Linked DNA regions of Mus musculus: region 1 is linked to region 2. Evidence: chromatin contacts called from public HiChIP or PLAC-seq data. All regions are on one chromosome and are shown on one strand. Each heading gives the region's core, a stretch centred on a gene start, on an enhancer-like site or on the middle of the called end of the contact. The rest is flanking DNA. Distances are from core to core; before and after follow the strand shown.

What was found. HiChIP or PLAC-seq counts read pairs in DNA pulled down with a chosen protein or histone mark.
Region 1: an H3K27ac HiChIP or PLAC-seq map of extraembryonic endoderm stem cells shows a contact between it and region 2, with 2.6 times the contacts expected there. The contact joins two enhancer-like sites. A contact is called at or near these places in 2 of 39 promoter capture datasets (both in embryonic stem cells), 2 of 484 Hi-C or Micro-C datasets (embryonic stem cells and nephron progenitors) and 3 of 115 datasets of contacts at active chromatin or transcription factors (embryonic stem cells, extraembryonic endoderm stem cells and neural progenitor cells).

What each region holds. Positions count from the first base shown.
Region 1 is chr8:60,808,627-60,813,011 of GRCm38.p6, forward strand. No RefSeq gene overlaps it. Among named protein-coding and RNA genes, the nearest start is that of Hpf1, 80 kb to the right of the region's middle. Within about 2 kb of position 1,370, at least 3 of the 459 cell types and tissues checked have an H3K27ac peak or open chromatin away from gene starts, as enhancers often do. A contact at or near this core is called in extraembryonic endoderm stem cells, where this site is marked.
Region 2 is chr8:60,699,011-60,703,094 of GRCm38.p6, forward strand. No RefSeq gene overlaps it. Among named protein-coding and RNA genes, the nearest start is that of Gm45650, 18 kb to the right of the region's middle. Within about 2 kb of position 2,156, at least 5 of the 459 cell types and tissues checked have an H3K27ac peak or open chromatin away from gene starts, as enhancers often do. A contact at or near this core is called in extraembryonic endoderm stem cells, where this site is marked.

The sequences.
Region 1 (4,385 bases), core at 120-2,619, 110 kb after region 2:
TGTGGAATTCACTTCCTCCATGTAGTGTGGTTATTACACACAGCCTGGCCCTCAGAATGCTTGAGTTAAGGCAAAAGTCAAATTTCAAAAAAAAAAATAAATAAAAGTTTAAAAAATATTTAAATAAGAATTCTAACCAATCTTGATGATGGACACTAGTAATTTAGCTACTTGGGAGGCAGGGGGCTCAAATTTAAACCTTGGATGGGCTACATAGCTAGTTCAAAACCAGCCTAGGCTAACTAGTAAAATGCTATATCAATTTTTAAAACTTTAAGAGCACTGTCCTAGCATGATCCAGACCCCAGTATGAGAGAGACAGAGACAGAGACAGAGGACTAGCAAGCATTACAAATAATAGTTTGTTGTGCCCACCTCGGCCGGCAAGGAAGACACAACACGGTTGGATTCTTCTCAACAGCCTTTATTGCAAGAACGCCTGCTACGGGGACCCCGGGCACCCCGGGAACCCAGGGAAGTCTGCTTATATCCTCTCAGCTCCCCATCCACTCACGGCAGGCCACGCCACCTCACCAGGCACACAGCTTCAGCCAATCAGGGCGGCAGGGGCACATCTCCACTAAATATGGACTTGTTTACACTGCCAGCATCATGGTGCACCTGCGCAGCTCTCTTTAAATAGCTGAATTAAACAGATGTAGAGACCCTCTTATCTGGGTGCAACATCAATTAATTAATTAATTAATTAATTAATTAATTAATTGTAAAATAGAAGGAAAAGAATTTAAGATGTGAAAATTTAAGAGATGGTCGTGGCTTATTTTCAGGTGTATGAGGAAGTCAGGTGCAAGTCATAAGACTTAGCTGCAGTCCTGGGCGCCATCTTGGGACTGCTGCCACACCCACTCCTCACAACAGTTCACTTCAACATTGCATAGTTCTGAGTTAAAGTTTATGATGCCACATTTTCCTTTTAAGCTTCAGTGCCCTCTTGTATAAAAATATGTTTTTCTAAGTCAAACTAAGACTATAAAGGTTAAAGCATTGCTAACATATACATTTAACCTACTCCTCTTGGCATAATCTACTGTGTTGCCTTTGAAAGCAAGCTAGAAGTCTGGGGAAAATAAAAAAACAAGACGGGTGGTGGTGGCGCATGCCTTTAATCCCAGCACTCGGGAGGCAGAGGCAGGCGGATTTCTGAGTTCAAGGCCAGCCTGGTCTACAGAGTGCGTTCCAGGACAGCCAGGACTACACAGAGAAACCCTGTCTCAAAAACCAAAAAAAAAAAAAAAAAAAAAAAAAAAAAAAAAAATCAAAAAACAAGATTGTCAGACATGAAGCCAACAAGTGAGCTTGGAGCCCAACAAAAGTGGAATGTCTGGAATGTCTTTCCAAACAAGCATGAACATTATCCACAACACATTGTTTGCTTCTGAATCATGATTAGATATCCTGACACTAGGACTCAAAATCACACAGTGGTCCTGGGCTCTAACAAGCCAGAGGTAGGTTGTTTTAACCTCAGAAGCACTAATCTCTAATCAAGTGAAATAAGAATTTAAGACTTCAGATCCACTGCATCTACAATAAGGTATATCTATAAGAACACAGATTCTCATGCAGTATCTTGGGTTTTTAGTAACATAATGAAAGTAATAATTAGAAAGAAGGAAAAGGGGAGAGGCATCTCTAAGACGTACCAGAGATCTGGGATGGGAGAGGCTCCAGAGAGTCTATCTGATTGTAGCTGAGACTCCTAGCAGTGGGGGATATGGAGCCTGAGGTGGGCACCTCCTGTAGCCAGGCAGGACTCCCAGTGGAGGGATAAGGACACCAACCCACCCACAGAACCTTCTACCTAAAATGTGTCCTGCCTACAAGATGTGCAGGGGCAAAGATGTCACAGAGCCTCAACCAATGACTGGCGCAACTTGAGACTCATCCCATGGACAAGAACCAATCCCTGACACTATTAATAATACTGTTATGCTGGTAGACAAGATCCTAGCATAACTGTCCTCTAAGAGGTTCCACACAACAGCTGAATTAAACAGATGTAGAGACCCTCTTATCTGGGTGCAACATTAATTAATTAATTAATTAATTAATTAATTGTAAAATAGAAGGAAAAGAATTTAAGACGTGAAAATTTAAATTTATGAGTGACACAAAGCATAGGACAAAGGATGAAAGGCTTTTGATATGAAAGAGAACAAGCCAAGCATCAAGAGGAAAAAAGAAATGATGATTTCTGGAAAGTAGGAGTATTTTTAAGTGTTAAATAATCTAAGCAATACATTCACCCCAGAAAATATCATCTAAAAGCATTGCTTTGGATCGACAAATCTGACCAGTTTGTGATTTATATCAGCCCACCCATCCATCCTTCTGCAGAGCCCTGAACAACATCACCATGTGGGCTATAGAATGTCATACCAAGGTAACGGACAGAGAATTTCTCCTTGAAAGGACAATGGGTTTGGGATGCTTGCCTCTTCTAAACTGTGACGGTAGAGCCATGTTGCCAGGGAGACCAAGTGGTATCAAGGACAACCTCTCATTAGTAGCCTGCATAAAAGACTCTTGTGTCAAGAGGACTGTGCTGCCAGCATCAATAATTCCCTAGAGGCGATCTGAGTATGAATTACCACCGTTGAGAGTTTTTCATAGCACATTTTAAAGCAGTCTAGACCCCATTTTCATACATGTAAGTCTGTCCTCTGTAGTCAGTGCTGCTGAAGGAAAATGTCCCATGCTTTCTTGGTTTCCACACAGAGGGATCTTACCCAAGTCTCATTTCATTACTTATTCTCTTGTCCCATGGGGAACTGGAAGCACTTAACTGATTGGTAAATTTGGAAAGTGTAGCTGTGTGCTCCCACCATACTTTCGCACAGAGAAAGCTTGCCCTTACAGAGTATGTCTGCAGACCTTACAAAGCTGCTTGTCTTACAAGCACAAAGCTCAGTGCTCAGAACCCACACTAGAAAACATCTATATATAAAGGCATTTCACACATTTGGGCATTGCCTCAGCTGACAGAGAGTAAACATTTCTTAGACATTATCAAATTATATTTTTTTGAGAATGGGGTGAGGGAGGGAAATGAAGGTGCCATTAGTTAAAACTACCCTCAGATACCTAAGGTATTATTATAATACCTTATATAATTATTATAATATGGTGGGTTTAACTCTAGCCCAAATACTACATAATTGAGAAGGTCTTAACTGAATGTGTGTGCTTTGAGATGTCTACAAACCCCCAGGCATATATGGAAATATTTACATAGAGATACATTTTTCTATCCCTAAAAAGAGTTAAACATTTGTTTACAAAAGTTAAAGTTAAACAATTGTTGGTAGAAAGAAAATTCTAAATAAATTGTGATGTTAAATATTTTCAGCATAGCTACAGTTTTAGACTTTTAGAAAAACTTACTGGTGTGTGTGTGTGTGTGTGTGTATCAGTGTTTTACCTGCATGTGCATGTGTGCATGTGGACCAGGTATGTGCCGGGTGTTCAGAGGTCAGACATCGGTGTCAGATCCCCTGGAAATAGAGGTATAGATGGCTATGAGACACATATGGGTGCTGGGAATCAAGGTCCCCTGAAAGAGCAGCAAATGCTTACTTAACCATTGAGCCAATTCACCAGACCATGCCTGGAATCTTAGATCATCCTCATACTTTCAAAATTGTAGATATATGTAACACAAATATCTGACTCTATTTGTTCTGTTTATGAATGTGAGGCTTAGCTGAATTCTTCATGAAGGAAAACCAATTACATCCAAGTTATAACAATCACTTTAGTTTAATTCTTTCTAGACATGATTCTTTGGCCAATTCATTAACACATTCAAAAACAGTTTTCAAAGATACTTTCCTTTAAATCCTAAGATTTAGATAGTTTTTGTTGTGTGGTAAGAATAGGCCAAATATTTATTATCTTCATTTCTTGAGGATAAAGTTCCTTCAGAGGAGCGGCCAGGTTCAAACTGTCATGGCTACCAGAAACTATAAAGACTCAGCCATCAGGGCATCAAGTACTCCAAGGAAGTAGCAACTATTTTAGGCCTTATCTTTTTGAGAAAAGCTATTGGAGAAATAAATAAACCAACCTTACCCTCTCCTTGCACAAGGCCTGACTAGGTGTGGGGCTCTGTGCTTGTGGCACCAATTCCTTCTCCCACTGGTTAGCATCCCTACAGTCTCTTTGCCTACTGGTTTGCTGCCCTGGATGCTGGTTGCTGTCACCTCGAGTAACTTGGCCAAAGGTCTTTGGAATTGTAGTCTCTAAGGAATAACTTTCTCATTCTGACCTCTTCAAAAGATTTAATTTCCTTTACAGGGACTCCTTGACCATCATAAAGATCTAGAAATGGCCAAGGTCGGCACATTTAATCTACAGAGAATTCA
Region 2 (4,084 bases), core at 906-3,405:
TAACTGCCAAGGATTTTATAGGCTCCAGTGGTTCTATTAGCACCTTGGTTCAACGAGGTTACTTGTGACCTCCAGATGGAAGAAACAACTGTATACATCATCTCTTCACGTTGCCATTTCTTGTTGGATGATGTGTCCTACTTTGTCTTAAGGAAAGGGAATCTTTCCATAAGTACATCTAGCAGACTTTGCTCATACCCTAGAAGAGACACTGCCCTCCCATAATCATTAGGCTGAGTGTCTCCAATTTGCTCCAAACTTTCCATCTCAGATTCATGAAGTCTTTAACTATTGGTAGGTCTCAGGCAATGCGTGTGTTCAGAAATGAGTCTTGGCTTGATTCAAGCTGGAGTATTAGAAGAATTTCTGGCAGTAAGATAAAAGCAAGAATTCCTCAGGAACTTGTAAATTGGTTCCAATCCACCAAAGAGTCATTGCCTCTGCCTCTAGCAGAAGAGATATATGGCTCTCCACCAACCTATACCTGTGGCTTCATATCAGAACCCATGTTGTCCCCCATGTTCTCTCAGTCCCTATTCACAAGTACCCGTTATATATTTCAAATCCCCGACAGGTAGCCTCCTGACTCTTCTCCCTTACCCCACTCCCCTTGCACTATGCTACCCCAGGCTGAACCAAATCCTCTCTCAAGGTTTTTATCTGCCTGCTCCGTCCCCATCCCCACTACTTTCTCTCACAGACAGTCCTGGCCATGTCCAGTCTGCTCTTCTCTTTGCTCTGGACTCTTCCAGGTGCCTCTGGATTTTTTTTCTCTTACACATTAAAAAAACTTCCCAATTAACTATGGAGAAACGGTTTCAGTGGTTTCTTTAGTGAGACCCTTGCACATACAGCTGAATTCTTGGTATCTTCAAGTCAAGCCATGTGGTAAGTGTCCTCGGCTCTGAAGGGAAAAGCTTCTCCTACAGAAGTTCTGCTCCAGCTCCTGGGAAAGTTTCCCCAATTCAGGTAGAACAGCTCTGCTCAGGCCAAGGGAAGTTTCCCCTATGAAAGTGTTACAGCTCTGCTCAGAAAGGTATCCTGACAGTCGGGAGCCAAGGAGACCACAAAGTCACATAGCACAACAAACCTCACACAAGAGACTTGTTGGGAGGGAAAAACCCAGGAGGAGGGGCTGCCACTGCTCAGGAGAGAAGCAGCAGAGAACTGGGTAGAATGCAGGCTTTATATAGGATTTCCTGGGGGGAGGATTTCTAGGGTGGTCTGAGATTGGACAAATTATGTAGCCTGATCTTCTTTGGGCCAAGCTCAGGGATTGGTGTTTTTTTTTTTTTTTTTTTTTTTTTACTTGTATGGCTAGACCTGGCCACTCTCCAGCCATTAGAAAACTGCTCTTTGGGAAGTCTTGGGGTAGGGTCTAGCCATAGGAGTTCCTCTAAGGGCCTGGCCACTTGTATGTCATGAGGGTTCACAAAGGGAGTCCACAGTTGCCTCTTGCGTTGGTGTGAATAACCAACAAGTTAAGTGATATGGAAAAAATAAGTCACTGTAACTGTGTAGTAAGTATAGCAATGACAACCTACCATACATGTGTATTTCTTCTCACTACAAATATGCATATGCACACGCACACGCAAATATGATGTATGTAGACTGTACAGACTGTTTTACTAAAAGCCCTGTATGGATGAAAATGCATCTATACAAGAATCCCCTCTGGAACAGGTGCAAGCCCCTCAAGGCACACAAGTCCCACCTCTGAGGAACTCCAACTGCCAGGTTCCTACCCACAGAACACTAACTGCCCTAGTGGCCAGAACCAGCCCCTGCCCCAAAGAGTATAAAGTCCAAGCTCAGGACTTGAAATCCCACCAATCCCTGAGCTTTCCCCATGCCTGGGATTTGAAATCCCACCAATCTCCGCCCTAAAAAGCTCCTCCCCACTTCTCCCAAGAAGCACTATATAAACCATCTCTTCTGCTCAGTTCCTGCTGCCTCTCCCTCAAGCAGATGCAGCCACCCTCCTGGGTTCCCCTCCCTTCTAATAAATCTCTTGTGTGAGGACTGTTGTGTGGTGTGACTTTGTGGTATTCCTTGGCTCTGGACTACCAGGACACCTTTCCTCTTGGAGCTGTAACACATCAGGGACTTTGTTTAACAATGATAACAAGTTGCCTGCAAAACAAAGGAATGAAACCTAACAAATCTCCAGTGCTTCCAACAAGTGTTTACTGAATGCCTGCTGTTTCCCAAACAGGCTTGGTTCCAGGCACTAGAGACAAAACAAAATTCCTTCCCTCAATGAGATAATATTCTAGCTGGACAGACAGACAGACAATAGACAAAAAGATAAACATTTACATTTACATTGGATGTGGTAAGTGCTAAGGCAGATAATGATGTTGAATAAAGAGAAGAAGAAAGAATGTGGAGCCAGTCTCTATTTCATTTGTGGCCTCCATAGTAGAAATACAAACACACTAGAAAAGAGGATGAATGGGGTTTTGTGGGCAGGGATCCAGCATGAGCCAGCTGAAAGGAGGATATCTGGCAATAAGGCAAAGGTGGGCATGGTACAGATGTTGTACAGGGACTTAGTGGCGGTGATAAGAACTATTACACCAATTTGAGATGGGACATGGTTGGTGGGGGGGTTCACCATCTGTGAGGAATGATCTAGGAAATTTGTAAGTGGGGATGTCTCTTAAGTAATAAAGTACAAGGACGAAAAGAACATGATGCTGGATCAGGAATCTGGCCTTCATAAAGTCCGTGCCTCTGTCTTTATCTGTGTTGAATGCAGAGTCTTGGTAGGAGTCAACCATTTTGTGCATCAAGCAAAAACAACAAATGAAGCCTTTTTGTTGTCTTTCACAAACCCCATGACCCATAAGCCAGAACCACCCACCACTCTGGAAGTTGAGAATGGCTAATACTGTACTAGCTCCCCTTGCATCTCAGACCTGGCTTCACAAACAAGACAAGCCTTTCTCCACAGTACGAGAAGGAGGATGGTGACCTGGGAAGAAGTATTATGTATTTCCCATCCTTCTGAGGACTGGAGTGACAGCAGTGGGACAGAAGTGGCAAGGGTTCTGTTCTACACTAGCATGTTATATGTGGTTGTAGTGGTTATGTTCTGGGGCTTATACCCAACCTCCAGCTTCATTCAGTCCAATGTTCTGACTTCCTATTCTCTCTCTCTCTCTCTCTCTCTCTCTCTCTCTCTCTCTCTCTCTCTCTCTCTCTCCTCTCATATCCAAAATTGGTTTTGAACACCGCATTATTCTGGTTTACCTCTGGAACCCTTCCCTTCTTCTCTGGTCTGACTTGATCTCCTTCTCACTGTAAGAGCTCCTGAAACTACAGCTAGTGTACTGTAATTGTGTATAAGCCTAGATGCCATTAGCACTGTCACTCTATGAAGATGAGAGGAAGGGATCTGAGGTCATGAGGTCATATCGACTCACAGTAAATGCATTTTAGCTAAGTAGGTGAAATAAACAGGCAGTATCGTCTGTGTCTGAATTTATGCTGGCTAGCTCAGGCTCCTTTATGATTAAACAGGCATGCTGAAATGGCCAGAGTCTAATGGTCTCAGTTTTGTTTTGTTTTTAAATTGGGGAGAGATAGGGTTTAATAAATAATGCAAGAGATAGATTTAGTAAATAATGGTACCTTCCTTATATAGAACACATCTGCAGCATGCATAAGGTTTTCACAACATCTCAGTGATTTCTTGGAACAATTTGAAGGGCCAGGTAGATGTCTCAGTTGATAAGGTGCTTGCATTGGAAGCATGAAGACCCAAGTTTAGATCTCTAGCTCCATGTTAAAGCTGGGCACCATAGTAGTGTCTATCGCACCAGCTCTGAGGGAAGATGGAGACAGGCAGATCTCCAAAGCTCACTGGCCAGTCAGTTAGTGAGCTCCATGCTCAATTCTGTCTCACATAATAACAATAACAATTATGTGAAGAAATGGAGGAAAGCACCTAGAATTTGCATCTGGTATCCATATACAAACAGATGTATACAGTGATAGAGGGAGAGAGGAAGAGAGGGAGAGAGGGAGAGAGAGAGAGAGGGAGAGGGGGAGAGAGGGAGAGGGGGAGAGAGGGAGA